Regions from separate parts of the Mus musculus genome. Here region 1 is linked to region 2. A link is a contact called in public Hi-C data. All regions are on one chromosome and are shown on one strand. The core of a region is the stretch at or near the end of the contact, and the rest is flanking DNA. Distances in the headings are between cores, read along the strand shown.

The links. A called contact is a pair of places that touch in the nucleus more often than the background predicts.
Region 1: a contact with region 2 is called in a Hi-C map of the N1E-115 cell line, with 2.7 times the contacts expected there. The contact joins two enhancer-like sites. A contact is called at or near these places in 5 of 484 Hi-C or Micro-C datasets (the HL-1 cell line, the N1E-115 cell line, adipose-derived mesenchymal stem cells and 2 more), 2 of 115 datasets of contacts at active chromatin or transcription factors (embryonic basal ganglia and embryonic stem cells) and 2 of 9 other capture datasets (adipose tissue and embryonic stem cells).

The regions. Positions count from the first base shown.
Region 1 is chr2:29,517,098-29,522,031 of GRCm38.p6, forward strand. The region is part of intron 6 of Med27 (mediator complex subunit 27); the gene reads left to right. Among named protein-coding and RNA genes, the nearest start is that of Gm30761, 27 kb to the right of the region's middle. Within about 2 kb of position 2,409, at least 3 of the 459 cell types and tissues checked have an H3K27ac peak or open chromatin away from gene starts, as enhancers often do. A contact at or near this core is called in the N1E-115 cell line, where this site is marked.
Region 2 is chr2:29,424,681-29,429,866 of GRCm38.p6, forward strand. All of the region lies in intron 3 of Med27 (mediator complex subunit 27), which reads left to right. Among named protein-coding and RNA genes, the nearest start is that of Mir133c, 48 kb to the right of the region's middle. Within about 2 kb of position 2,686, at least 11 of the 459 cell types and tissues checked have an H3K27ac peak or open chromatin away from gene starts, as enhancers often do. A contact at or near this core is called in the N1E-115 cell line, where this site is marked.

The DNA of each region.
Region 1 (4,934 bases), core at 1,159-3,658, 92 kb after region 2:
TTCATCCGTGTTTTAGAAGCTTCTGTCTGCAATGCTCCCATGGCCCCCAATACCACTTTCAGGACTTCAGAGCATTCCAATTTTGAGATAATGGTGACGCCTCTTTTCATAGAATGAAGACTTCTAAGGCTGCCTTCAGGATCCATCCTAAAGCTCGTGCAGGGCTGCTCGCAGGCTGCCATCTCTTTAAGCCCTTAACACACCAGGCTCCCATAGCTGGCTCCAGAGCCCACAAATAATTTACTCCTGAGCATTGTGTGGGGCTCCTCCTCACAAGGGTGGGATTGCTGTTGTTGGGAGCCCCAGATGCCTGGGCTGGCCCCTCCTCAGTGTTAAAGCATCTTCGCTCTCCTAAGGCTGCTTCGATGTCTCCGTGCTGGGTGAGGAGGGCATGAGCACATTAGTGACACATTCAGTTTGCTGCCAGCCTTGGAAACCCAGAGCTAGGAAGAGGAGGTAGCAAAACCAGGGCCTTGCAAAGATGGCATTATATCAAGGCATCAGGTGGGCACCTGGAGTGAAGCACAAATATAGCACCTCTCTTGCTCTGGCATCTGCTGTCTTTTTTTTTTTTTTTAACAGTTGTAGCTGGCATAGTGGTGCACACCGTTAGACCCAACATACAGGATAGGGAGGGAGAGGGCCTCAACCTACCTGTATGTTTGAGGCCAGCATAACATACATAGTAAGTCCCAGGCCAGCCAGGTTACAGAATAAGACCCTCTCTTTTTAAAAACGGGTTTTAAAGTCACACCTGGGGAGGGCCAGAGATGGTGCTGCTTAGCTGAGTGCTGGCAATGAATAACTGGGAACCTGCAGGACCAGGCCACCCACCATCACCCAGGCTCCCTACCCTCCACCAAGTCACAGTCTACCTTTACAGCATGCATGTGGGGGCTAGTGCTGCCCGGAGGGAGGCCAGAGACAAATCATCACCAAATTCTCTCTTAAATAAGCAGCTGTAGTTACTTGGGTACCTCGCAGGAGATGCTTTTAATAGCAGCCCCAAGTCCCTAGCCTGGCAGGGACACGCCTTGGGTGTTTGGCTCTAAGGATCAGTGAAGCTGTCTAGAAAGGATGGAGGATTTGCTGGAGGCTGAGGCCAGCTCACCTAGGCTGCTGTCCTGCTCCTGGTGGCCTGGGCTTCCTCATATTCTGAGCTCTTAGGCAGCGCCCCTCAACAGCTTCTAAAGCTGGGTGTGGTTCCTGCAGGTACTAATGCCTCCCCCTGAGAGGTCTCCTGAGCCCCTGAAGACACTCAAGGGTCTCTCGTTCTATAAAAACTAAACCACCCCAGGTTAGAGCTGTGTGGAAATGAGGTGGGGGAGGAGGAGCACACACAGCCGAGGGTCCCTGCTGCAGACCACATGGTTGTTCCTACCCCTGGCTGCTATGGTGGTCTCCATCCTCTCACTTGCAGAGCCTTCCCTTTCAGGGAAGTGTGCCTGGCAGCAGTAGGTCTAAGAGCCTTCCCTCTCCAAACCTTTCCTAGGTCACCACTTTGGCTCCTGGGCTTGGGGCAGGGGTGTGTCCCAGACTCATCCCTGGACGGGGGAACACATGGCTTCTGCACTATCTCCAGGACCCCCAACCTCCTGTGTTCTGTACTTCCTCTGAATCACTGTGTACTGCAGCCCTCCTCATCCTACTGCTCCCGTGTAACATGGGCAGGAGATGAATTCAGTTGTCCCTCTGGCCAGTGTAGTACAGAAAGAGAGCCTCGTGCTTAGCAGCAAATAGGCAGAGGCTCTAGCAAGCAAGGAAGGAAACTTGTCCAAGGTTTGGGTATCTGTCCAAGCCCTTCCCTAGGAGAGGAGAGAGCCCATGATTTGGCACCACTCAAAACACTTGTCCACCCAGGAAGTCCTCCAGTGGGAGGCTACTGGGTATAGGTCAGAGACTGACCCTCAGTTCAGGTTGTGTGGCCTGGACAAGCCCTGCCCTGCTGCTCAGTTGCCACCTAACCTAAGTAAGTCCCTTGAACTCCCAGTCTTCCCTGACTTGCAAATGGCACTTGGAATGGTCCCTCCACCGTCATTGATGTGAGGGTTGAGTGGGGTCAGATGCTGTCTCTCTCCTGACCCATAGAGTCCATACCCAAGGTCATCCTGCTCGTAGGAAGGGCAGGACCAGTTATGGAGCAGTGAGCCTGTCGCCCAGAGGGCTGACCACATGCACTGCCCCGCCGCAGCTCCACCTGCTTTCTAGAACAGCTCCAGCCTGGAAGGGTGTCTTGGGGCACTCTGCACCTCAGTATGGCAGAGGAACTTAGGGACACTGCTTTGACTGGCAGCCCCTCTCCAGAGTGTTGACTGGCAGCTGCTTCAAGGTCTCCTGAAAGAGTCCTTCTGCCCTCCCCACTCCCCACCCCACTCAGTTCTCCTCCATCTGGGTACATAAAGACTTTCACAGCCTTAAACTGAGGCAGAGGGAACTTCATTCAATCCAGCCTGCTGTCTTGGCTCTCCAGATGGGAGCCCACAGGGAGCCGGGCTGGCCTCTGGTTCCCTGCAGTGAGGGGAAGCAAGGCTTCTGGATCTCCAGCCTGGCACGAATCACTCTCCACCTTGCATCCATGGTACCCTGGCTTGTCCATGTCTGCTTGGTAATTTTGTTTCCCGGCCTCCCCTCCTTGCCTGCTTCCCCTAGGTTCCAAGCACTTTGATGTTTTTACAAGCTTTGTTTCAGCCCAGCACTCAACCTGCAGGCAACGCATCCTCCTTGGCCTTGGTCTCTCAGGAGCATTAGTGCTCTTCCCTGGCCTCCCTCAACGACAAGCAGGCCTGGCAAGCAGACTGCTTTTATCTCCCAGGAACATCATTAGCTTACAGCACAATGGGCCCAAACCTAGGTCCTCACAAAATTAGTTAATAGCAATCTTTTGTTGCACTGGCATGTTTTTACTACATCTTCAATGCTGAACAAAACACAATTTTGTTATTGAAAGTGTAAAACTATTTTATATATACCTCACATACACACACACACACACACACACACACACACACACACATTGCAAGTGGAATAAAGCTTTGAGGACTGGGGAGAGTGCATGGGTGGAGCTTTACCCAGCCCTGAAAGTTTAGCCATGGGAATCAGAAAACGAGGAATGGAGCTGGGGAAGAAGTTGAGGAGACTCAGAAGTCAGCTGGTTTTGTTGCCTCCTATTAAAATGTTGCTGAGATTGGTGATGGGATATTGAGAGACTAAATGACCAACCACATCAGTTGCCAGAGCAAAACCTGCCACCGTTTGGCAGTTAAAGAGTACTTTTAGTGGGACTCTTTGAAAAGAAGGCTAGATTTAGCAGATGGCAGGCCAAGAATGGCCGGTCTAATTAGGTGCCCTGCCTGTGAATCAGATGCCAAGTCAGAGAGTGCCTGGCGCCTCCGTATCTGCAGAAGATGGTTCTCATTGACTCAGCCGGGCCTCTTGGCCAGCCCGCCCCCCCACCCCAGCTCAGGTGCAGGCCTTCCCTGCACATTGCAAGACCAGCTTTCAGACCCTCACCTGGACCACTGTCTGTCAGTCGAGGAAACGGGAGCTCAAATAAAGATGGGGAAGACAGGCCAGGAGCAGGGAGAAAGCCTGTCAGATTTGGTTAGAGGTCCCAAATTTGATAGGCTACAGGGAGCAAGCAGGTAGTGTGAAACCATGATGCACTACAGAGGCATGCCCGGTTAGAGACACCTTTCTCTGCTCCCACTGATGGCAGCAACCAGACAGGGACTCGCTCATATATGCTTGTGGAGATTAGAAGTGGGATACAGACCCTCTCACATGGTCACCTGTGGGATGTCTTTGTAGCTTCTGAGGCTTTCGAGAATTTCACATGGTGGTCGTTTGTATTAACTGAGAAGAAAGAAACACAAAAACTGCATCCAAGCAAGCAACCCTGCCTTGGATGTCACCTCTGGGTCACAGGACTGAGGCAGGCCAGCTCCAGCAGTTGGACAGATAGATGGCTCTGACCCCTCAGGAGAGTCAGTGCTATGGACAGCACCCATCTCAGGAAAGTAGCCATGCGTGAAGCTAGGGGGCAACAGCACTTTGGTGGGCATTTTAAGAAAAAGACAGCCAACAGGCTGTCTCCCCAGCAGTCACCACAGCCATGTCACGGTTGGTACTACTGCTTGGGAAGAAAAGCACTGCTCAGTTTAGAAAGCTGTCTGTCAGGGTGCTTAAAATAAAAGCAGGCCTGGCACCGGAGTGGGGAGGTGGGGTACGTTTGTCTTGAAAGTCACCCAGGGAAAGAACTTCCTCAGGCTTGTACAGCGCAGGCACCAGGAATGTCTCTGTGGGAGAGCTGTGCTGTCCCCAGGAGTGGGCATTTCCACCGGCCTCTCTTTAATTAACGTATGCATTGGGTACCTGCTGTATGCCTTGTGGTTCTAGGCCTGGGGCCACAGCGTGAACAAGAGTGGGGAGAGAACAAGGGCAGGGAGCACGCTGAGCAGGAAAGCGGTCAGGGAGTGGGGGATGGAGGAGGAGGGCAGGGAGCACGCTGCACCAAGCAGGAGAGAGAGTGGGGCTTACTGGGGAAGAACTTAGCCTGTCCTGCCGTGAAGCATGGAGCCAAGATCTCCTCTACTGGGGTAAAGTCCATCTGGGCCTAAAGCCACCTCAGGACACTGGGGATCCTGGGCTAGCTTGCATGGCTGCAGAGCCGCCCTCACTCTGGGCTACAACTTCAGGATGGCCCTCACTGGCCCTGCCCTAGACTGGCCCTCCCAATTGCCCACAAATAGTTTGCCTCACTGCTGCCGTGGGCCTGCTGGCCACTGGTGTGTCACAGTATCCCACTGAGGCTGAGGACCAACAAGTCTGTGCGTGTTGGTCCTGGGTTGATTCTTGTTCTCAGAATTAATGATTTTACTTGGCACGTTCTCTTTTGTTTTTAACTATATTTGTAATGACAAGAATTTCCGCTGCTT
Region 2 (5,186 bases), core at 1,436-3,935:
CTTTTTTAAAACTCTGTCTTTATTACTTGACATGACCATGAGATTGAGCCTATTGTTGCATGTATACATCATTTCTGTTTGCTACTGTACAGTAGTCCACTGAGTGTCCCACAATTTGTCCCTTTGTCTTGATGGATAAAGCCATTCTGACCTTTGGCGTGCCAGGCTCTGTGTGGGCATGTGCTTCTCTTTTCTGCATACGAATTTGGATTGTAGTACCTTGGTTACCTCATAGATATATGTTTAAGTTTTTAAGAAGTTGATGAACAATTTTCCAAAGAAGTTGTATCACTTCACATTCCTAGCAGCAGGGTTTGAGGGTCCAGGTGCTCTACACCCTCACCCATGTAGGGGTCTAAACACAGAGCTTTGTCTGTGTTTTCTGTTCCTTAGCTTTGAGGTCTTCCTTCTTGGGCAGCTGTGATAGCTGTGGTCTGGAGTGGCTGTTGGTGGTGACAGGCATCTAGCAAGTTTGCTTTGATTTTTTTTTTTTCTGTAAGAATACTTACTCATTTTTGAGCCACTGATATCTAAATTCATGCCATTCTTGCAATTCTTTTTGCTTACTTGAATTTTGTTTGTTTATTGAAACCCATCTTGCTGTGTAGCCCTGGCTGGTCTAGAACACTGTATAGATGAAGCTGGCCTCAGATTTGTGGTGAACCTCCCACCTCTGCCTCCCAAGAGCTGGGATTATGAGGGCCACTAGGCCTGGCTTAAATCGACATTATCCTCACTCATTTGCACTAAGTTCCACTTTGTGTTCACTTTCATGATTCGGGGAAGAAAACCTGATGCCCACCATGCTGGATGCTGAATAAGCAGTAGGGCATGAGTAAATATTCTTGCAATCAGAGTAAGGCCTGCTAAGCAGACACTTCCCCTGCTCACCCTGTCTCTCACCTTTCACCCAGTGACCTCATTGTCTAATGACCTCATCCTTAACTTTCTGTATCAAGACTTTGGTCTCAGATCAAATTAAAAACAACTTTATTTTGAACTTTGGAAAATACACACATGGGACAGGGTGGTCCCCAGGTTTTCTTTTGTCCAGTCTGCAAAGAGACTCCTAAAGTACTATGCATGTCCCCAGGTCTCTTTCCAATATGTTCTGGAGCTCGGGCACACCGTTGAAGGGCTGTGACTTTTGGCTTTAGGGACTTTGTTCATGGCAGCTTTTCCAGCTCCCCAAGTAATGGGACAATCTGAGGATTTCTTGCCATCAGAGGGACTCACCGGGCATCACGGGGCTCTAAAGAAAAGAGCCCTGTAATTCTCTCATGGGGCTTAGAGTAACATTTACTTCATTCTTACCAATACTGTGAGCATGATTTCCAAGCATGGTGGTTCTAGAAAACCCTTCTTCCCATTCGGCACATTAAAAAAAAAAAAAGAAGAAGAAGTTGATTTGAAGTGGGAAGAGGGTTCAGACTTGGGCTGTTAGAAAACTGTAACAATGAAATTATGTAATGCATTAAGTTGAAGCTACCAATTGTATTTTCTCCCTCATCTAAACCTTTTTCTGTCAGTTGAAATGGACCTTACCCCCCACAGGCTGTGCACAGATCTGACTTTCCACATCACATGTGGGCTGGAATGGGTTTTCTCAAAAATATGGTTTTTGGCAGATTTTTATTTTTAACAAAGGAACACTTAGAATTTAGAGGTCCCTTATGACCAATTAATTCAATGCAGTTTGTTCAGCAGACATGTAGACACTATGCAGAACTGTCCTCACCCCAAAGGAACTTCTGTATTCTTGAGGAAGCATATTTGGGCCACCATGAAACTCAGACTGGAAGAGCCAGGAGGCATCTCTTCCACCACCTCCTGTGTTAGAGAAACTCTGGCCGCAGAGAACTCATCTGAGTTCCTGAGGTTTTCTCAGAATAGCCCTGCTTGCGTCCCTCTTCCCTCGAGTAAGATGGATTAGGAGAGGCAGAAAAATCCGGGATATAGGACATAGTTACATCTGTCTTTCCCCACGATTTTGCATGATCTCTGAACCCTTCCTCTGCTTTGCTTTGCTCTTCTTAGAGATCATCTCCCCACTTACTGGAGATCTGTCCGTGAACCCAGTGTCAAGCCCTCGGCTCCAGATTCTTTGCAGGTGGAAGGGTGTGGCTCCCTCTACTGCAGAGCTTTATGCTTCAGTGTGCCTGGTGGCCCTGGAGCCTTGCCCGGTGCACACTGCTTTTTGGCAGAGGCAGTACTTTATCAGCCAGGGTGGACAGATACTTCTGTGCTACAAATGAGTCCATGGAATGAGATGACAGCTCACTGGCCAAAGCCAGTCTGCCACAGAGGGAAAACTGAGTCATTCTGAAGGTGCAGTCCTCTCCTCAGCTATAGGTGTGCTGACACTGGCACTCACACTCTGTCCAGTCCCCTGAAGCAGAGCTGGGTGTGAGGATTCTGGCAGCCCTACTTGTTAACTGTATAAGGCATGGGTGCTGATGTATGGTATGTTTATTAGGGGTCAGTACCTGGGAAAGGAAGGGGAAGAAAGGGTCTAGGCCACCGGAGAACAATTTGCCTACATCCAACAGGCCCTTGACCTCCTGGGAAATGTCTGGAGCAGCACTGCCTGGTGCTCAGTAGGAGGTGCCCTTCTGTATACTGCCTCACTCAGTCAAAAACTGCAGGGACTCCAAGAAGGCTACACTGCAGTGAGGCTTCAACACACAGCTGGGGCAGGTGCTGAAGGAGCCGGACAGCTGGGAGCTGACTGTCCCCACAGCTGGCCACAGGGACTGAATCTCACCAACCCTGCTCTGTAACAGTCTCAATTCTGGTACCATATAGTGGTGTTTCAGAATGCTAGTCATTGATTCCCCAACCCCAGAAGCATGCTCTCACAACTTCCAACACCAATGGTGAATGCTGTTGCTGTCACTGATACTCTGCTGAGCTATCATTCTGGGTTCTACTCACCCTTAGTGCAGAGCTGGCCCAGGGAGACACACAGCTTCATTCCTGCCACACCTGAGCCCCATCACCAGGCCCCTCTAAGACCAGGCACCTAGAGTCACAATGGGTGAGTATACTAGGACACCATGAGGGTAGCCACCTGGACTCCTCCTCATCCACTGCCTGCTTCTCAGAGCCAGTGCTGAGGCAAGATGATAACACCTCTGTGCTCCCAGATTCTAAGACCAGATTGCAGAGTACCCAGGAGGCAGCCATGCCATGATACAGTGGAACTGCATTCCCCCTGGTCAGAGTCCCAGGACAGTGATGTTCCAAGTCTCTTCTGAGTGAAGAGACATTTCTCTTAGTTCCCCTTGACTCTCAGACCTGTGTATTCTTTCCCTCAGAGGCACAGCATCCTACTGATCCTCTCTGGTTTGATCCATATCCTGTATCTTGGGGGATGGTACCTCATTTTTGCATAGTGATGTCCTGGCATCACAGGCATCATTCTTGTGAGAGTAGACTGCTAGCCCTCTAGAATAGAAGATGTCAGCTCATCAGCTTCACCAAGCAGATGCTGGCTACTCAGTATTAGTCTCTCTTGCCGGCAGATATTGATTGGCATCAGTAGCCAGATCACTTCAAGAAGGGTATATTCATGTTCGGCCATTTCTGCTACCATGGCCACTTTGAGTGGATACACTGGGTAGACAGTGGGCTAGGAGTCTGCCTTCTAGTTGCCCAGTGCCTTTTCCTTGAGGGTTGGTGATGACATGTGGGCTCTTCCACCCTTTCCATTCCCCATGTGCCCACACATATGTCTACTTCTGTCCTTGTCCTGACTTACCAATCTAGGTGGGCCACTTATGAGACCATGTATCACATAACCTTTGCTACTACTCCTGTGGAGTGTACAGTGTTACTGAAGTCCCCATCACTGCGAAAAATCACCCCTCGTTGCTGATTTTTAAAGCCAATCTGTAAGTCAGCTGATACGTGTGACTGGCTGGTGCTCACTTATCAGATGGCCCATCCGTAGACCAAACTTGGGCCCTTTCTTTCTCTTTCAGTTGGCCATGTGGGATTCCTTTGCTCAGACATAGATGATAGTCTTGGGCGGGGGCTGGCACAGCCATGGTGGGCTTTATATTGTGGCAGAGGGCAGGAGACCTCTCCCAAAGAAGAAAATGTAAGCTATGTACATTCTGTAGCATATGAACTGGGCTTGATTCTATGTTTGATTGGGATGAGGAAAGAAAATGCATTCACTCTAAAGTGGTTTTGCCAACCTTCAGTGGTGACATTCACAAAGATGCTCCTCATCTGTCATGGTGAACAGTGAGGCCCTCTGCCTTGTGGGCTTGTAATGATCTCAGGTCCTCCTGCAGAGGTCAGACTAGTGAACAAAACAGATAAAGGAGAGACCAGTACTCCACATCCTTGAGATTCTTCAAGCAGACACTGATCTCCAGCATTGCAGTATTGCCTCTGACACAGTATGGACTGGGAGTGAAGCAGCAGCCAGTCAGACTGTTGGGCCTTCCCTACTCTGGTGGGTTTTACCTACAAAGGACTCCATATGGTTGAGTAGACTGTCAGGTATGTTGATCTGAGTTTTAACCCATCTGCGTAAGCACCCATGTGTCCCCCCCTCAACAAAACTTCAGGTCTCTCGGAATTCATGTCAGGTGTAGTTGGCTCTGCAGTGGGCTCTGAGCTTGAATGAGATGCTTACCTGCTGGTTCCGCTCTTCCTCAACTCTGGTGCTGAGCACCAGCATTCGTTCCCCTCAGTCCCCAGGACAAGGGTGTGTGCTTTGTTTGACTCCGTCTTCCAACGTGGCAGATAGTGTTTGAAACAGAAACTTTCCACAGAAAGCAGCTCAAGAAACTGCTGCATATTAGTGGGTTTAGGTTAGACCCTAGAGATAGAGAGAATCCTTATTAGTGCTTAGGATTTGTGGTAGATAAAAATGAGGAAGGGTCAGCCCAAACTGCACTGCTTCTGGCTAGACTGAGTCTCGGCCTGGAGTTTCTGTTTATCTGCATGCCATGTTCCCAGCCTCTTTGAAATTACTCATCTTAATCCTTTCCTTTGTCAAACAGGGTGACAATAATGGAAACACAGCTCACATCATGTCCCAGATGGCAATCACTAAGTGTTAGCTATTCATATGTCATGGCAACTATTATATGTGGTGGCAGCAGTATGTCCCAAATGAGTTTTGTGAGTATCGAGTGTTCCAGGATTTTAGCAGAGAGCTGTGACAAAGG